Linked DNA regions of Lactuca sativa: region 1 is linked to region 2. The links are chromatin contacts, called in public Hi-C maps. All regions are on one chromosome and are shown on one strand. The core of a region is the stretch at or near the end of the contact, and the rest is flanking DNA. Distances in the headings are between cores, read along the strand shown. Region 1 holds the start of LOC111894658 (zinc finger CCCH domain-containing protein 64). Region 2 holds the start of LOC111911579 (CRM-domain containing factor CFM3, chloroplastic/mitochondrial).

Evidence for each region. A called contact is a pair of places that touch in the nucleus more often than the background predicts.
Region 1: a contact with region 2 is called in a Hi-C map of leaf, with 7 times the contacts expected there. The contact joins the promoter of LOC111894658 here to the promoter of LOC111911579 in region 2. A contact is called at or near these places in 3 of 4 Hi-C or Micro-C datasets (leaf and seed).

Annotation. Positions count from the first base shown.
Region 1 is chr8:133,295,389-133,298,495 of Lsat_Salinas_v11, reverse strand. LOC111894658 (zinc finger CCCH domain-containing protein 64) reads right to left here and starts at 1,363. Exons shown (of 8, transcript XM_052765993.1): 1 at 1,211-1,363; 2 at 846-1,119; 3 at 590-717; 4 at 372-493; 5 at 171-288; 6 at 1-95. The coding sequence starts at 1,345. It overlaps LOC111894657 (a long non-coding RNA gene), which reads right to left. Exons shown (of 2, transcript XR_002851287.3): 1 at 2,901-3,107; 2 at 2,537-2,725.
Region 2 is chr8:133,033,174-133,036,358 of Lsat_Salinas_v11, reverse strand. It overlaps LOC111911579 (CRM-domain containing factor CFM3, chloroplastic/mitochondrial), which reads left to right and starts at 1,545. Exons shown (of 9, transcript XM_023907334.3): 1 at 1,545-2,521; 2 at 2,627-3,035; 3 at 3,111-3,185. The coding sequence starts at 1,559.

The sequences.
Region 1 (3,107 bases), core at 114-2,613, 260 kb before region 2:
GTATATGGAGATAAGGTGGTGTTTGGTGGTTTAGTAGATATCTCAGTAGAAGACATGGTAGATGCTGGAGTTGGAGAAATTGCATGAATAAATTTCTGAGAGAAATTTACACATAGCAAGAAAATGAGGATTAATAATAGTTAAATAGTTGACTAAAGTGTAAAACCAACCTGCTTAGATGCATTTCCTACTGGGGCTAATCCAATAAAACGGGTTGCATGTGCAGCATCATCATTCATATATGGTTCTCTGGCATAATATACACCCTTAGATCCTGCAACATGGTACCTACCATAGACCATAGACCATAAGAGCAACTGTAATTGAGATCAACCATAAATAAACTTGTAAGATTTGAATTTTAAACTTACCGGGGTTTGATTTCTGCAACTAGCTCTGATATTGCAGCATCACTACCTGTGGAATCTGATATTCCTGGAGGAATATTGGATGTTGAAGCTCTATTCAAGATTCCATCGGGCCATTCATTAGTAAGTAGTAGTTAAGGAAATGAAACCTTATGATATAAACTCATCACCCATGTAACTATAAGAAATAGAATGGAGTGAAAGAGGTAAGAAGGATATGTGAGGAATATGTCTATGATTCCAGGTTCTTCAGCTAATGCCCTCAGAGCATCGATGTCATCTTGAGTATAAGTTCCATAAATTAGACCACTTGGTGATCGCCTACCGGACAAGTATGCCACAGATAAACCTAGATATGAGTACGGTAATCAGCAATCACAGTTAGGTAACTACTGAAACGAAAAGAAGTTGGAAGATAACAAGTACATTTCTATTGCATTATAGATTTATTATGCATTCTAACAATCAAAAACATACCATGGAGTGTGAACTTGCCACTGCCTTTCAACCAGTACAAATTATCCCGAATCTTCAAGCCATCCATCTTAAACCCTTGATTACCAGACTCCTTCGCAGCAGCTGATAGGACCTTGGCAGCTCCAGCTCCATAATCGCCGATGAAATAGGTCGGTAGCGGGATATTCTTCCGACCTTCTACGTACTCAGTCAGCTCCTCCAAATGCTCGGACGATTCCGGGAAGAACTGCCCGACGCATAATACGGCATCAAATGGACCGGTTGATTTATTAACCTAAAACCACAAAACAAAGTGCAAAATTCAAAAAACTTAATATCAATTCTTACGCATATTAACATATAAATGATTGTGTTTGTATATATACCGACGAAACGCGTTTGAAGAGCTGATTTAGGTGGCCAAGGGGATCTCCAGTCAATAGAATCCTTGGAGGCGCCATTAGAGGGATAGAGAAGGAGACCGGAGGAGAGTTTGAGATCATCGGCGGCGGTTGGCCCATGGAGCTTTAGTTGAGCTTTTCATTTGGGCCAAATGGCCCAATAAGCAAAATCAAACTTCTTATAAAGCTTTGAGTTGAAAATGGGCTTCCATACAAAAATACGTCGTCCCGAATAAATAAAGAATTGTTTTGCCATAACATGTTTTTTTTTTTTTTCATAAATGTTAATTTGTGATAATTTTGAATTAATTTTTTTTCACATCTTATTTTATGAGTTTTTTATTTTATTAAATTTTATATAATACTTTAATGTAATAATTGCAATAAATATAATAATAAATAAATATCAATTTCATTAATAAACTTACATTCTACTTTTGAAAATTTTAAATTAAAGTTCATTGTTTATTTTGTATATTTATTTAAATTATTTGTTTAAATTTAAAAGATAAAAAATTTAATTTTAATAATTCATTATTTTTTTTTATTTTATTATAAATTCATAGTTCCCAATTATTTAAACCTTCATATATATATATATATATATATATATATATATATATATATATATATATATATATATATATATATATATATATATATATATTTTAAATTAACCCATGTAATACGTGGGTCTCATAACTAGTTGTTAACATAAGCTTAGCCTTGTCCCTAGGTATTTTTTTTTAATTCAATAAAGTAAAGGAAAGTAAAATATTGAGAGAAAGAAAGGGATGGGAAAGAATTTATTCCATGTTTTCTAGTTTGAATGAAATAAAAGAAAAATTTTAAGTTTTTGTGTTCCCAAGGTAAGAGGAAAAAGAAAATAAACTTAAAGATTTTCTTTTTCCTCACTTTCTTCCAAAATTTGCCTAATTTCGAAGTAAAATATGGCTCCGAAATCCTTTCTTTCCCCTCACTTTCCTTCCATTAATGAAACTTTGGAACACGATTTTCCTTTGACATCCCTCACTTTCCCTCTATATCAATCCGTATCTCTCCTTAAGTAGAACCCAGAAACAACGCGTTAGAGACGTATTATAAATATGAGATCCAATATGTCAATTATTTTTATTTTAAATGATTAATAACCAATGATCTTTAATTTTTTTTAAAAAAAAAAAGCAAAAGATTCATCTTTTTCTACGAAACAATCAATGTTCTACTCTTGGCAGAAATAGTGGTTGGAGACCTATGATTGTCATGTTGGGATTGACATATTGTCTTGCATCTTAAAACCATCCAACTATATGATTGAATATTTTTCTCATGAAATCAGTTAAACAAAATAGATAATGAATACAACTTCAACTTGTATATACGAAAACCGTTACATATGATATGATTTGATAGCTACATGTTGATGCCATAAACCAAAAGAGCTCTGGCTGCTCCTCTGCAATACAATCTGGCGATTGATCTGAATGATTCTTGGCTATCCTGATGCATATTAAATTAATTTATGAATCATTATAATGATCATCAAGAAAGTACGCAGAAAAAGTAAAAATCTACATATTACATGGCATGATCGATTGAAGAATTAGGAAACTAGAAGTCATTTAAATAGTAGCAACAAGGATCAAGCAAATGATACAAGTTAAAAAACACATACAATATCCAAATCTGAAGCTTAATGGGCTACCATCAATGGCGACCGTACGACCACCAAATTCGACTCCAATAGTCAAGTCATGAACTGGTTAAAACCTCATGTCGGTGAATTGCAACAACAAACATGATTTACCTACACCTGGGAGTGAATACACACTAAAATTCATTAAACTGGGTTGAATTAGGAATCGAAAACACATTAGGAAAT
Region 2 (3,185 bases), core at 296-2,795:
TGCATAAAAAGATTAACAAGGATTAATTTTGTGACTTTTGACAAATTGTATGGTTAAAATGAAGATGAAAATACATAGTTATATATCTTTTTGAAATAACATTTATTAACACTATTTTTGACATAAAAAACCGTATAAATTGTTTAGATACCTAACAAAATCGTTGTTATGCTGTTTTTAATACATATAACCGAAAAATGGTTTTAGAACTAATAACCCAAAAGAATTTGTACATTTTTTATGTTATGAGTAGTGTTAATTATTATTATTTCAAATACATAAAAAAATATTTTATAAAAACGTATTTTTTAAAGTCAAAAAAATATTTTACGTAAAATAAATACATACAAATTGTTTGTAAAAAAGTATTTTTTTTATAATACAAGTAAAATACATTTTGTATTATTTTAAATAAAATTATGTAAAAAATGTTTTTTGTATTTTATTTATTGTTTATGTTTAATGATTTTGTTATTATATAAATAAGTTTTAGGAAAAAAATAAGCCAAAAGAGCATGCACCTCAATTGGTTAAGAATTAAAAAGTTTATCAAAAACTGACGAAAGATCGGAAACACAACATTCTCTTCTCATGCGTGCAATAGCAATCAAGAATGGGCAAACTTTCAACATGTCTACAAAAAAAAGAAACATTAATCAGGTCGACGTTTTCCTCCCCGGAGGAAGATGGTGGATTCAACGGTTTTAGATAACCTCAAATCCGTGTGCGACTCACCATCGGTAACAGATTGTCCGACCAATGTCATCCGGTAGAATCGCCATCGTCGCCCAACCGACGCTAAAAACCTCAAAATTGTGAAGTCGTCGCCGGTTGTTGAAGATGTCCGATGAAGGTTAGGGGTGCTTGTTAACCGCTACGTCAGGTACTGCTAGAAAAGACAAGGAGGCGGAAGATTAATGAAGGATGTTGCAGAGGGACTATTAGAAGATAGATGAAAGGGATGATTCAAATTTGTACCTATGTTAAGGCGGTGAAATATCTGTTGTGTTAAAATTAGAACAACCGGGAACGAGAAGATATTAAATGAGAGAGTCGGAGGGAAGGATTTGGTTCTGATCGAGAAGTAAAACCCTAATTGGATGTTAGGGTAGAGGCCAAACTGCAAATCCCACAAACATCTACGGCAAAATTTGGAAAAGCAAAAGTTGACTGTGCATAAGCGTCCTTAATTTATAATATATATAATTTACAATTTTGTGTTTTTATTCTTGATAATATGTTTGGTTCATTACTTTTGGTTCATTACTTCATTTTAAATGAAGAAGAGTAGATTTCACTAGCCCATAAAAAATCCATCATGCTCACTGGTTGATTCTTGATAATATGTTGGTTCATTCATTTCATTCTTGATAATTTATTATATATAAAGACAGCCCAGAACAACTGGCCCGTTGGCCCATTTAGAAGGTTTAGCCCATATAAGTTTGTTAACTAGCCCATAAAAAATTTATCAGCTCACTGGATTAATGGTACAACATCTACTGCACAGGGTACATTTGAACATTTAAAGATGTAAAGTACCTAAAAAACAGAATTCATGAGGTGTTCATCTCATCCATCAGCAATGGCCTCTTCAACATCTTCACCATTTTCACTTAATTTAATTTTACCAACTGCAACTGCAACTACTGCAACTACTACTATTCGTACACTCTCTCGAACTCACTCTTCAAACTTCAAATTTTTTTGTTGTAATCAAGCAATTCAACTAGAGATCCAACAAATTAACCCCAAAAGGAAGAATCAAAGAAAACCCAGACCTAGTTTTTCTGATCAAGTTCTTGAAAAGTGGTCTCGGAAACCCACTTCATTGGGAGAGAAATTCCCATGGCAGAACGAAGAAAGACGACAGCAAGAGCGGAAAATTTCAACCAAATTCGTAGAAGATGAAGAGTCTCGCATCGATAGCAACTCGTTTGTGGGCGACTCAGTTAGGTCTGATTCTATCAAAAGCGTAAAGCTTGCTCCTTGGATTCAAAAAACTAAACCCCAGAAACAAAATATTGATTTTGAAGATGGGAATTCCCGAAAATATATTGACGGAGGTAAAAATGATGACGGGTTTGTATTCCCCGAGTCAAGAACCGGTAGTGAGTCGTCGCTGAGCGACTCTGAGAGCAATGGTGGAACCACAATCATTGCTGGGGTTTCTGTGCAGAAACGAAATCTCGCAAGGGTTATTGTTAGAGATGACGAAAGACATTCAAATAACGATGGCGAAATTCAGAGTATCGAGAGGGTACCATGGGAGAGAGGAAAAGATTTGTTTCAGAGTAGTAGCAATACACCAATGGCAGATAAATTGATACCAGAATTCGAATTGAGGAGATTGAGGAACAAAGCAGGGAGAATGGTGGAAAGATTTAGAGTCGGTGCAGCTGGGGTTACACAAGAACTGGTCGACTCAATTCATGAAAAATGGAAAATGGATGAAGTTGTGAAGTTGAAATTTAAAGGACCTTCAGCCATGAACATGAAAAGAATCCATGAAAGTTTAGAGGTCAGTAAGTCAGTATTAGCCTCTTCTTTATTCAATTCTTTTGCGAATTTATTCAATTCTTACGATATATTAATATTTTTATTAAAATAAGTTGTTTTCTAACAGAGTAGAACAGGCGGCTTAGTGATATTTAGATCAGGCAGTTCAGTAGTATTATTTAGAGGAATGGCTTACAAGCTTCCATGCGTACAATCATTTAAAGAGCAAAAATCAAATGATACAGAAAATAAATCATCAATGAATTATCCCGAACAATATATTAAAGATCTTTCTGAAGAAGAATTACTCGATTTGAAAGAAATGAATCTTGTTTTAGATGAATTGGGCCCAAGGTTTAGGGATTGGGCAGGTCGTGAGCCACTACCTGTAGATGCCGATTTGCTTCCTTCTATCATTGAAGGGTATAAACGTCCTTTTAGACTTCTCCCGTATGGGACAAAACCTGGTTTACAAGATAAAGAGATGACTTTTTTCCGTAGGACTGCAAGAACAATGCCTCCACATTTTGCACTCGGTATGTACTGATCCTTCCATTTCATTGTAATGGAGTTTTTGTGAAAAGACTAATATACCCCTGTGATTGACATAGGAAGAAATAGAAATCTGCAAGGACTTGCAGTTGCAATGGCAAAGTTATGGGAACAAAGTGCCATTGCAAAGATAG